Regions from separate parts of the Xenopus tropicalis genome. Here region 2 is linked to region 1. A link is a contact called in public Hi-C data. All regions are on one chromosome and are shown on one strand. The core of a region is the stretch at or near the end of the contact, and the rest is flanking DNA. Distances in the headings are between cores, read along the strand shown.

What was found. A called contact is a pair of places that touch in the nucleus more often than the background predicts.
Region 2: a Hi-C map of liver shows a contact between it and region 1, with 2.6 times the contacts expected there. The contact joins the enhancer-like site here to the promoter of trim13 in region 1. A contact is called at or near these places in 4 of 5 Hi-C or Micro-C datasets (brain, liver, neurula embryo and 1 more).

Annotation. Positions count from the first base shown.
Region 1 is chr2:149,420,757-149,427,765 of UCB_Xtro_10.0, reverse strand. It overlaps trim13 (tripartite motif containing 13), which reads right to left and starts at 5,574. Exons shown (of 2, transcript XM_004911967.4): 1 at 5,408-5,574; 2 at 278-2,559. The coding sequence starts at 5,410. The coding sequence ends at 1,327.
Region 2 is chr2:149,503,810-149,510,319 of UCB_Xtro_10.0, reverse strand. No RefSeq gene overlaps it. Among named protein-coding and RNA genes, the nearest start is that of mir15a, 67 kb to the right of the region's middle. Within about 2 kb of position 2,124, at least 3 of the 11 cell types and tissues checked have an H3K27ac peak or open chromatin away from gene starts, as enhancers often do. A contact at or near this core is called in liver and neurula embryo, where this site is marked.

The sequences.
Region 1 (7,009 bases), core at 4,325-6,824:
TGACAAATGGACCAGTTACCAAGGGACTTCTGAATAAAGGTTGGAACTGCTTGGACAACTGAGCAAATCAGTGGATTTCAACAACATTCTGAGAGTTCGGCTACTACTGTTCCCATTGCACAGCTACGTGGGCCATCGGTTGCCAAGAGTTTCAGCCAAGGCAACTCAGAATCGCTGGCCAAGAAGCCTCAGAAAGAGTGATGGTGGGCTAATTTGGCGAAGAAAAAGACAGGTTTAGGACTGAATCCAGTAGAATGAACCGAAGTCTAACAACAAATCCTGTAAACATATGGTTTATATTTTAACCATTTTCTTTTTGAGTATAATTCCCACTAACTGACAAAACAATCATAAAAAATTGGTTTCCCTTAGATGTTGTACAACAAATGTCTAATGAACATCGTAGCTAATATTTTAGAAATGTACAAACTTGTGCTGAATTGGACAGTACATAAAATGAAAGAGATTGTGCCATGTTTAACTGCTACACTATTTGATGAATAGTCTCCATGTAAAATTCAATAAGACTGTTCCAGTGTGTAGAAGCAAATATGTCCCACTGTTCTAGCAGACTGTGCATAGGCATAATACTATATCAGTTAGGGGTGCATCGAATAAAGGATTTGCTTTGGGATTTGGCTTTTCAGCAGGATTGAGTTGAATCTGAGTGTCTGGCCAAATTGAATCCGAACCCTTACAATTTTCAAGCACTTTGTTTTGTTGAGATTACGTCACTAATTTGCAAGATCTGAAAAATGTGGATATGATACATCCCTAATTTCAGCGCTTGGAAGCATAAATGTATCATTGGTTCCAGTGTTTGGAAGCATACAGGTATCACTATCCCAGGACACCCTGCTTGGAAGCATACATGTATCATTGGTTCCAGTGTTTGGAAGCATACAGGTATCACTATCCCAGGACACCCTGCTTGGAAGCATACATGTATCATTGGTTCCAGTGTTTGGAAGCATACAGGTATCACTATCCCAGGACACCCTGCTTGGAAGCATACATGTATCATTGGTTCCAGTGTTTGGAAGCATACAGGTATCACTATCCCAGGACACCCTGCTTGGAAGCATACATGTATCATTGGTTCCAGTGTTTGGAAGCATACAGGTATCACTATCCCAGGACACCCTGCTTGGAAGCATACATGTATCATTGGTTCCAGTGTTTGGAAGCATACAGGTATCACTATCCCAGGACACCATGTATAAATGTTCTAATATTTAAATACATGAAAGAATACAAGTTCCCACACAGTGAAGGTTTTAGCACATGAAACAGGTGCATCGGCTGCACTGACAAATTATCCATATTTTATAACTTATATTTACAAACAAATTCCGCTACGTTCTCCAGAAACACAGAGACATATGTCTGGCACCTTTGTTTTAAGATAAGTAATTCTTCAGAAAGCTGCTCCCAGAACAGGATGGTTAGGTTGGCTGCTTTTGCTGTTGTGGTAAAGAAGTATGAAGATATCACCTGCAGGTCAATAGTGAAGGTTGGAAGGCTGTCAATAAAAGGATATGCACAAAGGAATGTCACTAGCAAAAGAATTAGACAGGCAACCACCAAAATTGGCTTCAAACTATGCAAGGTCTTGGCATCTCCAGGCTCTTTTTTGCTGGTTATGTCTTGTGGTAGGGATAGTTTATCCACTTCCCCCAGTTTAATGCTGTCCCACATGCTTGTATCAAACTCCTTCATGGCTGGATTGACATTGACATCTTGCCCAGTAGTCAAAGGGGCTTCCTTGATAAATGACATCTTATCCCTAAATTCCTGCATCTGCTGTAGGAACATAAAAGGATCAGATATATTCTTAAGGTCTTCAACAATATTACAAGCCTTTCGCTGTTCACTGAGAACTGTATGGAGCTTGTTTATCTCAGTGTCGTAGGCCTGCATCACAGCAAGCTTCAAGGTCTCGAAATCGGAGAGGATTTCATTTTTCTTCTGTTCCAGCAGATACTGGAGTTTTTCAAAATAGGCCTTGACTTTGTCCGACTCCTTGGCAAGTGAATGAAGAGCCTTTCTTTTGTTAGATTCTAAGGTGTCCAGGTGGGAGTGAACCTCTTTGCTATTCCACTCTTCAACACCCTGAAATAAGGTCTCCAAAGAGCTTTTCTCTTGAATGTAAGCATCCCCAATGGAGGAAAATACATGCTTCTTGTGTTCTCCAGTGGTGGCACAGCTCCCACAAATCAGCTTTAAGTCAGTAGAGCAAAAAATATTGAGAGGCTGATCACTGTGCTCCTTACAGACAGGCATCTTTGGTGAAACCTTAATTTTGTTGTATTTTTCTACAATGCCTTTAAGCAAATAGTTTACCTGAAGGCCATTAACGCCCATTGTTGGGGTCTCTTTACGGCATGTGGGGCATTTGAAAGAGGAAGGCCTCCACTGCATAGTCCGAGAGTTCTCTTCCAGAACACCATCCAAACATTTCTTGCAGAAGTTGTGTGAACAAGGTAAGACTCTTGGGTCATCAAAAAGGCTACAGCAGATTGGGCACGTTAGATCTTCCTCCAGCACCTCCATCACATCCTGAAAGAAATGAAGAAGTTGTGGTTTTATGAGACAGCACTGAGAGTGACTCCAGCTATTAGAGAATTGAAAGTCATGTACAAGGGCAAGTCTGCCTATTCCATGTGTGTGTATTAACAGTTAGTAAATCCCACCCATGTATGAGCCCCATTACAAATTGATTTGATCAGTGTGCAGGCCATTATGTACATACAGTACTATGACTGCTCATTGCATTTCAATAAAGGAAAATCGTTTTTCTTTACCTAAGGACCATTAATGCAATTAATATATTTATGCAAAACCTACAAAGAAATTATTTCTTGGAAATAAATGTCCTATTTTTTTAGGATAAGTTAATTCCATAGTTCTGTAGTTAGCATTCAACCCCTTGTTTATATTTTTGCGTAAAGCTGGCTATACACATAATCCACTCCTTTGACGTGGTCACAAAAGAAGCGGATCTTTACCTGATTTGGCTACATTTTTTTGCCTCCCCAGGCCAACTACAGGATCAGAACAGACCTATGCAGGCACATTGACAGGCCAGATATCTGTCAGGGCTGGTTTATAAATGTTGTGTTTGAGAATTACATTTTGCATTAGCCAGACTTAATGGGTGCTGGGAAATAAATTCAGTGGGGTATGAATGTCCATTCATATATTTCACATCTTTGAAAAAAATGACTGGCAAGTGACAGCAACACCTATTGGCAATAAGTGGTCATTACACCACAAGTCTATAAACGGAATACACAGGGTGCAGAATAATTTGTATTGTGGGGAGCTAAATAGTTGTGTTCATATGGCATTGTATACAATTACAAATACTACATGTACAATGTACAAAAGACTGCCCAGCTTAAAAAACAGCAAAATGGAAAATCCATGCACTATGCTTAGAATTGCAGTTTTGTTATTTTTAAATGTCATTTTTAGTTGATGTATGGCCTTTTCTGTTCCCTTCAGATTCTGACTGAAGTTCAAACATAGTATTGGCAGGGGCTGTCATGACATTATTTCCAGCACTGAGGGAACAGAAGGCTTGGCTGCTGCTATGTTGTTTTAGTGGTATGTGCACTCTGGACCAGCAGTGCAGCTTATAGCAGGACCCACAGATATTGCTTTTGGTAGCAATTACATTTACAAATAGCTGAAAATGTGTAATTAATATAAATTAGAAAGCTGGTTAGAATTACACTTGCTTTTGTTAGGCAAAACATATTTTGGTTTACAATTTTTCAGTACTGGGAGTGAAAGGGTGCACACTAGCATCAATCCGTTTAGTTTATCAGTTTATCCATGGACAGTATCCGTGTAACCTTTATATTTCTGCAGCTTGCGCTACTCGTACTATTACAGCAATGACCGGCGTAGCTATTTCTCGCCCGTGGGGAGGTAGTGTCCATAAATACAGCGTAAAGCAGACGAATAGGTATTGCCGAACGTAAAACACTTTACGCACGGCAATCTGAAATAATCATGGCTGAATGTGGTGTATTTATAATCCAACAGACATTATGAACAATAAAATGCCAGGTGTACCCAAAGTTAAAGGGCACCTGTCGCCCTAAAATGGTTTCCCCACACTGTGGATAGGAGGAAACAATAGTTTACAGCACAATACCAAATCTGTTTCACCCATAAATACACTCCCAACCTAATGCAACTGACCTAATGTGCCCAAATGTGCTCCAGTGCCACAAACTGTTTCATATCTGTATAAACAATCCTGTCATATTTATAGGATGACCAGATCACTTGAAAATTCAGGGACATGTCTAAAAAAAAAATTCTAGCTAAGCAGGGCTGCACTGGTTGCAGTTCATTATTAATGCTATCAGTGCTAACCAGCAACATGTAATTATTTAGATATCATATCACCGGCATATTATATCCTGCCAGGTGCAACATAAATACACCGGCTTTATTACTGTGGTGTGTGCTGTCCATAGGGCCCCAGGGCCACAAGGTGAACCTACCTAGCCTTCCATTGCCTGCCTTGTGTGGCATCATTTAACTTGCCCAGTGGCCGTGTGGTACAGGAAATAACTGGATCACATGGAAATTGCTGGACAGCACTATTAGAGTGAGTAATAAATGAACACATATAATTAGTGGCCACTGAATGACACAAACATAGCATGGATTATTAAGCAGCACAGAAGGGGCCACACTAATGCAACATACATTCTCCTCATCTGCCTAAGGCCAGGCACTTGGCTATGACTGGCAGCCTAAAGAGTGAAGCTGCTTTTCTGTAACATCCCAGAACTGTTTGTGCCAACCGCCCCCTCCTGTGCCAGCCATGAGTCACATGTGTGTACCAGGCGTGTGTCTGCAATAAGGAACAAAACATGACTTAGTCCCAGCCACAAACCCATGACTGAGAAGTGCTGGGAATCTGGGCGGGGTAGGGACAAGCTGCTTCTCCAGAGATGCAGCTGAACTACAGTGTTACTGACACTCTGGGAGGCTGCATGTTGCTCTGCCCTGGCTGGGCACTACAAGGATAGAGAAGGACCAACCGCCCTAGTCACTTGTGCAACCAATCACATTTCCTAGTGTAAGAGAGACAACTTTACTGGTTGCTATGGGTTACCGCGGCAATGCAGCTAGGCCCATGTTGATAAATGCCCCCAATATCACAGCGGAAACAGCAGTAGCAAAAATGTCATTAAAACTTCATTATAAAGCAAAGTTCCACTTGCCTCGCTGGGCATGACCGCTACGGCTCCGTATGTGCCTAATTAGCGCTGGGCACAGGGAGGAGGATGGGCACAAGTGAGATCCCGCAGGGTAAAGGCGCCCGAGTGGATGGCACGCCTGTGATTTGTGTGAGAGCAATGCCGGGCCTGACGCGCCTTACCATGCAGCTGCCACCCTCCGTACTGTGCCAATGTCACTCGGCTCTGAGGGCGCGATGTGTGCCACTGCCCAGCTGCTCTCGCCTCCAACTTGGCCCACACTCAACATGCCGGAGCCGGGAGCATCCAATGTCTGTGTGTATCCTGTGCGAGCAACTCCTGCCTGATCTCCTCCCTGTGCCCCTCCCACAGTGCCAGCCCATGCCCGCCCCTCCCACAGTGCCAGCCCATGCCCGCCCCTCCCACAGTGCCAGCCCATGCCCGCCCCTCCCACAGTGCCAACCCATGCCCGCCCCTCCCACAGTGCCAGCCCATGCCCGCCCCCACAGTGCCAGCCCATGCCCGCCCCTCCCACAGTGCCAGCCCATGCCCGCCCCCCACAGTGCCAGCCCATGCCCGCCCCCCACAGTGCAACCCATGCCCGCCCACAGTGCCAGCCCATGCCCGCCCCACAGTGCCAGCCCATCGCTCTCTCTTCCTGCAGCTCCGCCTGCTGTCATGGCGCTCCCGGACTTGCCTTGGCTCGTACAGCACACGCTGACCCCTCACAATCATTATGGCAGGGCACTTACATGTCGCTCCACAGCTGCGTCTTTGTGGGATGCCTGTATGTGGATTACTATTTAACCCTTTCTCTGACAGACCACTGACTCCAGACTTACCTTTTAACCCTCTGCCTGACAGAAACCCTGCCATATGCCTTAACCTTTTAGTTATTATCCAAAATATATGTATATAGCTCTGTCACATTCGCCCTATTGCCCCTATCAGCCCCTGCCCCAGTGGAGCTTACAATTGTAGGTCCCCATCACATTCACACACTGAAGGGCCAAACAATTGAAGGCAGCAAATTCAATGGAACTGGTAAATGATTTTACATTTTTTTTGTCCTATAAATGGGAAGGCTAGATTTACCACATGGAGTCACAACACAGGCATATAAAGGGAAACTATACAAACATTGCAGGTCTCTATAAAAATGCATCATATAAAAAGCCCATAAGTATATTTTACATAAATAAAGCCTTTTTTTTAAAAATTCTATTTTTCTGATTATATGTGTCATTAGATATTCCCATACTGAAATACTGCCATTTTAATTTACTAATGTCTGTGGCTCATATAAGACCTGTGCTCACACAAACCAAGGGCACGCATGTATGCTAGCAGGCAGGGTCGGACTGGGGGGTGCAGGGCCCACCAGAGCTGTGGCCCAAGGGGTCCTGCACCCCCCAAGGGGCTCGTCCCCCGCTATGCCCCCCTAACCCCATGCAGGGGCCCCCAACACACATTGGAATGTGGATTATTTTCTGTCAGGTGATTGGTGAGAGGCACAGAGAACACCACAAAATGGTGGCCAGAGGAAGTAACTATGGGGCCCATTTACTTACTCACGAACGGGCCGAATGCGTCCGATTGCGTTTTTTTCATAATGATCGGTATTTTGCGATTTTTCGGATAATTGTCGCGACTTTTTCGTTGCCATTCCGAATGTTGCGCAAAATCTGGTGATTTTTTCGTAGCCTTAATACTTGCGCGAAAAGTCGCGACTTTTTCGCAGCTTTCGCGCCGAGTACGAAAGATTCGGATTCATTCAAGCTTCA
Region 2 (6,510 bases), core at 875-3,374, 86 kb before region 1:
TTTCTCCATGTTTTTTTCATTAACAAAAATAGAAGACTGGAACCTTAATATATAATTCTGTAACATGGGATCTGCAAACAGTGCTAGTGGAGAGAGAGCTGACATAAATTAGTCAGAAGAAAAGTATGTAGTACATTATTTTTATAGAACAAATGCGGTTATTACATAATTAATACATAATTTCGATATTTAAAAAAATGTGCATGTATTGTCAGGGGGAGGGAGACAGGGGGGAGAGGGACTCATACATTAATCAATAATCAAATGAATTCAGCAATTACTTTTATTTAAAGAATAACAAATTGGCGTGTAAGATATATTAAACAAACCATTAGATATGGATGTAAAACCAAAACGTCTACTTTACATTTCTAGAGAAAAAAATGTATGATATTCAAAATGTAGTAAATAGATTATCCGTTTTGTACTTAAATTTCTTTGCTAAGGCTTCATTTTGTCACTTTGCTCTAGTGAAGCAGAAAAGGTACCCAGAATGAGAAACATAATCAACGTGTGTTTGTTTGATCATAATTTACACAATTATTGATTGTTGCTGATTGAACCGTATAAAAGGTTACAAAGTCCGAAGGCGGGGCTAGGGAAAAATAGGGGTCATTCTAGATCATATAGATGGAACTAGATGATAGACTGACACAGATAATGATCATGATGATGATGATAGATGACAGATAGATATTGGAAAATCCCATAATTATTTAAGATGGAGGCTCTATTATCCCTGCCTGCCACTTGTGTTTTAGTGCTAATGAGATGCTCAAGCTATTGCACTGCATTGAAATCCCAGTTGCGTTGCGGGGACCCCTCGCTGGAGCAGACGTTCCTTTAGCTGAAAGGTCTTTTTTTAGCTCAGATTGGAAGCTTCAATGCTCTCTTGTTAGGGTCCAGCGCTGAGACTTGGCAGGGGACAGCGGCTGTTTCAATCCCCTGACTCCCCCCTTCCAGCTCTGAGAATGGAAAGTCCGGCAGCTCGCTAAGAAAAGGACAATTATCTGCCCAGGCTATCACTGCGGATTTAACCATTTCTCTAAATGCGGTGGGGGCGGTTTCATATGAAATCAAAGCTTAGGGAAATACTGAGGACTCTCGTTCTGAATCTGTAACAGCTCACACTCATTCACTGAGATTGTCGCTTGCGGCTAACTGATGTAACTGCTGTCTGCATTACAGCACATACATAACTGCTTACTAATTCTCAATTTCTACTTGCGGGGGGTGCCCTTTCTCCGCACAATGGCTGATCATTCGCTACAGTCCTTACATTCTGGCTAGAATAAAAGAGTGGGATTGGCTAAGAAGTGACTCAGAGGCTCTATAACCAGAAGCGATTGGGAGTTATATTTAGGCAATACTCTGCTCCCGGCATAACCCCCATGGCCGGGCCTTCATGAGGCCTTTAGAGGGGTCAAGGGGTAGTTCATTATTTTTACTGTTGTTTTTTTCCTTGTTTTTATTGTTGCTGTAGCATCTGTGGTGCAGTTGTGAGGGTCTCTGATACTCATCACCTGAGGATACAGTATAGGAATGTTTGTATCTAAAAGTTGCACTGTTTTCCTCTCAGCTAAAATACAGTTACATGAATGAATCTTTAAATCTAGAGATCAAATATCTCCTCCTTACATGAGAAGCTTTGGGCATATAATATAACCTAGCAGCATCCTAACTGCCTCTTATTTTTACTTGCTAGGGCAATTAAATGAACAAGTTACCAGGGAACACGGGCGCCCCCTATCTGCTGTCCCCCTGGCCCTCTCCTTACTGAAACAGCAGATGGCATCTCCTTGCCAAGCAGACAGGAAAGAGAAGACTGGTTGGGACAATCCCAGCATTTATCAGTGTGAGGAGGCTTTGTGCTCCCAGAGAGCCATGAATTCTGCATTAGAGTCTACAGCCCATCACCAAGAAACCACACAGCCATATGAAAGCCAATATTATGTCTGTGGGGCTGTCCACTGGGCTCTTCATGGGGGCTGGGGGAGGGCACACAATATCGCTCTTTCTTTCACTGTTCCTTTTAGCTTATTTGAATTATGGTGATATAATCCATTTAACCCCACACTAATGAGGAGGAGCAGGGGACACCGTGTAATACATGTGCGTACCGCATAGCGCTCTTGTGCACTGTTTGTGCGAGGGTGTAACACGACTGAATGCTGAATATATAGGCAAAGCACTGGTAATAGTGACCAGACTGCGAAGATTTCGTTTATAAAAGTACAGCTCTTGAGTTCTTATTTATATTTAAAGGAACAGAATGCGTGCCTTATAAACATTAAAGAGGCATTTTAACTTCGCGATCTACCACTTTTAAGATACATAATCGAGATTTTTATTTCCTCTTCTTCTTTTTCCTACTTCTTGAATGGATACATATACGTCAGAATAGTTAACTGGCACTGGGATGTTCATTCTGTACAATTTAAAATGTTAATAAAAATTGTTGAAAAGAAAAAAGGAATGTTACTATTTTACAATATAATACTTGTAGTGTAGTCAGTTCAACGCCTTAGCTGGCCATACACCTTCCTAAATCATCTGTAACATAACCTAATTGTCATTTATTCAAAGAGAGAGTGGGGCCCACACCTTATCGATTTTGATTGATTTAATAGTTGAATGTTTTATTGAACAGGAAGGCTTTTATTTATAGATGAGTTTGACTGAGAAGATAATTCACTATAAATGTGCAATGTGAGTTTCGTGCATCGTTTAGCAGAATAAACCGAGTAGTGCAGGTTCCAGGTCACGTTGTTAAGGACGTTATTATGTCAGTTACCAGGACATTTCTAACCTGCTTATTTATCTTATCGGCCTTGTAGAGTTGTCCATTTGCTCCTTTAGTTAGACAATATGAACCTTTCCTTTGGATAACTTTGCACGGAAGGTGAACATTGGTGTTCCCAAAGAGCAGCGATCCCTGCACTATTCCTGGTAAATGGTATTTTAGCACACTAATTGTTGGAAGTGTGGGCAGGTAATACAAGTTATGACACTTTGTACACGTTGCTTATTATTATTTTTTTTAAATGGTGTATTTACTGATCCAAGATAAAATTAAGGTTTTTCCCAGGTTCTTAATTTCTTATGTAGTAAAGTTGAACGGATCCATCAATGGAATTCTAATGCTTCTTTAGAAAGACAGATAGATTTTTGTTTAATTGTACCTGAAACATGAAAATATTACTTTGCATTTTTTTCTGGTAGTTTAGAAATAGTTTTTTTTTTCCTAATACCTTTTTCCTGCTCTGATTTGACTCTATTTACTTCTTGTCTGTAAAAATATCCCGGCCTGTCGCAAACAACGGAGATTTCATGGCCCCACCATCCTCCTCTGCCGATTAATGGACGTGGTGGTTTGGTTTAATTTTAACCATGTAAATTTATATGTGTAACAACAGCAATAAAGCACAACCTGCAAGTATAATCTATACCTAGATTATGTAGTCACAGTACAGCTGAGTATCCTAACTAGATTCCTACCGAAATACACATACTGTTTGTATCAACATACACACGACACTTAGACGACAGTTTGTCTGTGCCACGGATGTTAAAAAGAATGGGATGAGCCCATCTTTAGATCATAGCGCAACGTTGTCACTCTCTCTATACCCGACATGGAAGTAATTCCAATTATAGATCTGGCAACACGCACCCTCTCCTGGCACAATTTTGTTAAACTTAAGTTATGCTTACACAGCCTGAGAGCATTTTTCGAGCTGACCCATGGCTGCCAATGTGACCCAGGTTCAGACTGACTTCTGGCGGATACAGGGAGTGGGCGGAGCTAATGGGCACAGGGCATCTGCAACATGCGACAGCCGCCTAATCGCACCCCTAGCGCTCTAGCTTTAGTGATCGCAGCTCTCACTAACATTCCATATTGCTATTCCATATACTAATTCAATGACGTTTCTTATTTAAATCATTTTATGGACACAAACTCTTGAAGCCATGTCAGCACTCCACATTCTAAGCCAAGAAACTTGTTTTAGCGATTTTAACATCAAATTGTACAGGCAGGTCAGACTTGGCATTATACTGAATAAAGGAGTGACCAGACAGTCACTGCGCAGGCTCCCATTCATGTAGCTCTGTGTACAGTAGTGCTCTTGTACAATGCAGTAAGTTAAAAAAAAGTTTTTTTTTTAACCTGAAATTCAGCACTTCTGTAGTGTGGAGAGAACATTTGCCCTCTCTGCGCTGGGGGTTGGCTTTAGAGTGGGCATGCCAGGCAGCAAGGGGCTCAGAAACTCCCCTGGTACATGTATGTAATGGTGGTTGACTATTTGTTAGCCTTTATTTGGTTAATAAGACTGTTTTTTAAACTATTGTTTCCCACAATGCACTGCATCTGTCATTTGAAATTACTAAAAGCCCCTATATGGCCTGATAAGAAAATGCCTATTTTTTTAGTGAATTGATTGGTATTTCTGCATTTTGATGAAATGTTAAAATGAGAAAGCATGGACCCTTAGTGGGCCAGAGTTTCTGCCTAATGATTTATGGACATCAAGGACATTGCCTAACTAAAAGTTTTCCTATTTTGTTCAGGTGAATGATATATGCTATATTCATGTATTTATATCTAAAGAAAAACAATGACTGATTTGTAGGCTGCTCTGGCTTTAGAGTGTCCTACAGTATAATGCTTAGTGCAGGGGGAATTCCTATGCTGATATAGCCTTATGGTGTCTCCTTCCTATAGACTCTAAAAGAGGGGAATTCCTGCTCTATATAGCTGGTAATAGGATTAATAGAAGGGAAATTCCTATGCTGCTACAGATATATAGTGTCCCCTGCTGATGATTAATATAGGGAAACTTCCTGTGGTGAGCAGCAAACAGTGGCTCATAAACACTATTCCTGCTAATGATATTCTTAGAGTATCTCATTCTTTTGGACAACATAATAAAGCATAATTACCCAGAGGTAATACAACACTATGGTACCTGAAATGTCACATCCAAACCTGCCCCAGTCTCTCATTGTGTTTTACAGTTTACCTAAGTCATAAGTTTACACAGGTGCTCTGGGCATGTCCCCTTGTCCCTAAGGTCATGGATAAATATCACTGAATTGACCAGCACTGTATTAACTGCCTTCATTGTTTGGATCCACTGTATTGGAGCCACCTGTATTTCCTAAAGCCAGAAATAAACTGTGCAACTAGGGTTATGTCTTTTCAAGGTGCAAGACGAGAAGCTAACTTTCCATCCCCTTATTTGAATCCCAGCTATTGGCTCCATTAAACAGGCCCAATAAGTGGTTCAGAGGGCAGCTTTGGGTGGGGTGGTGCAGAAACTACAGGTAGCTGCCTGCTATGGCAAGTGTTAAAGGAAAATTAACATGAAAAAATGAAAATGCAGTTTACAGTATGTATTATACATATAGTATGAATCTTAATGCTTCTGGCCCTTAAAACTTGCCCACAATTTTTCTTAAAGCCAGTTTGAATATATGGCAGAGGGGAATTTTTGCCTCAAGCACCAAAAACTAATTCTGGGAGAAGTACATTTATAAAATACACTAAATACAATAAACAATGATGAGATATTTTCAGTTTGTACATCAGGAACATTAAAGTTCAGGTTGTAGTCTTTCAGCTGTTGTTGAACTCTAAAGAGTGCAGAGAAGGCTGGCACTGTGGGCAGTTGCAGTATAATGACAGCTGGATGGTTACATTGGACAATTTCAGATTTACTTGTGGCCCCTCAGATAAAGACCCCAGGATTGCTGAGTGCTTGTGTGCACTTACACCATGCTACCAACACACACAACAAATTGTGGCATCCAGTTACACTATGAATTCTGCATGCACACACATAATCTAGCTTGGATGAGTTCTTGAACAAGCATAGTATCCAAGGCTATTGTGATACTAAAATCTACAGTTAGTATTGATGTTGGTATATATGGTTTATGTATGTGAGTGTATAGATAGGTCAGTATGGGTCTATTTGTGTGTGTTGGGTTTACTTGGAAGGGTTGAACTTGATGGACTTTGCTCTTTTGTCAACCCAACTTAACTACTATGTAACTTCTAAATGCCCAAAAGACCATTTGTGGACACACACCCTACAGGAGATGTTGGCCCCAGCCTTCCAGCATCTCCCTGAGTCACTTCTCATCTCCAGCACTGGATAAGGAATACTTATTATCACTGTATCATGTATAAATAAGTAAAAGCATGACCTAGTACCAGGCTATAGAACATAGGATATATACAGTCCTTATACAAGAGCATATGGCACTATCATTGTGCCAGTTCCTTATAGCCATATATTGCCATATCTGTTTATTGTAAGCCTATGAAAAATTAAAACATTGATTCGGTGGAAGGGTGGGGGCATAGTGAGGAGCTTATAATGTAGGTCATGGTGTTTGGAGATAGGAAGAGTGAGGGCAATTGAGTGAAGTGCCTCCAGCCTACAGATGGCTCAGCTTGTGGCCCTCTAACCTGGGTTTAAATTAGAGAAAGTGTTCAGCCTG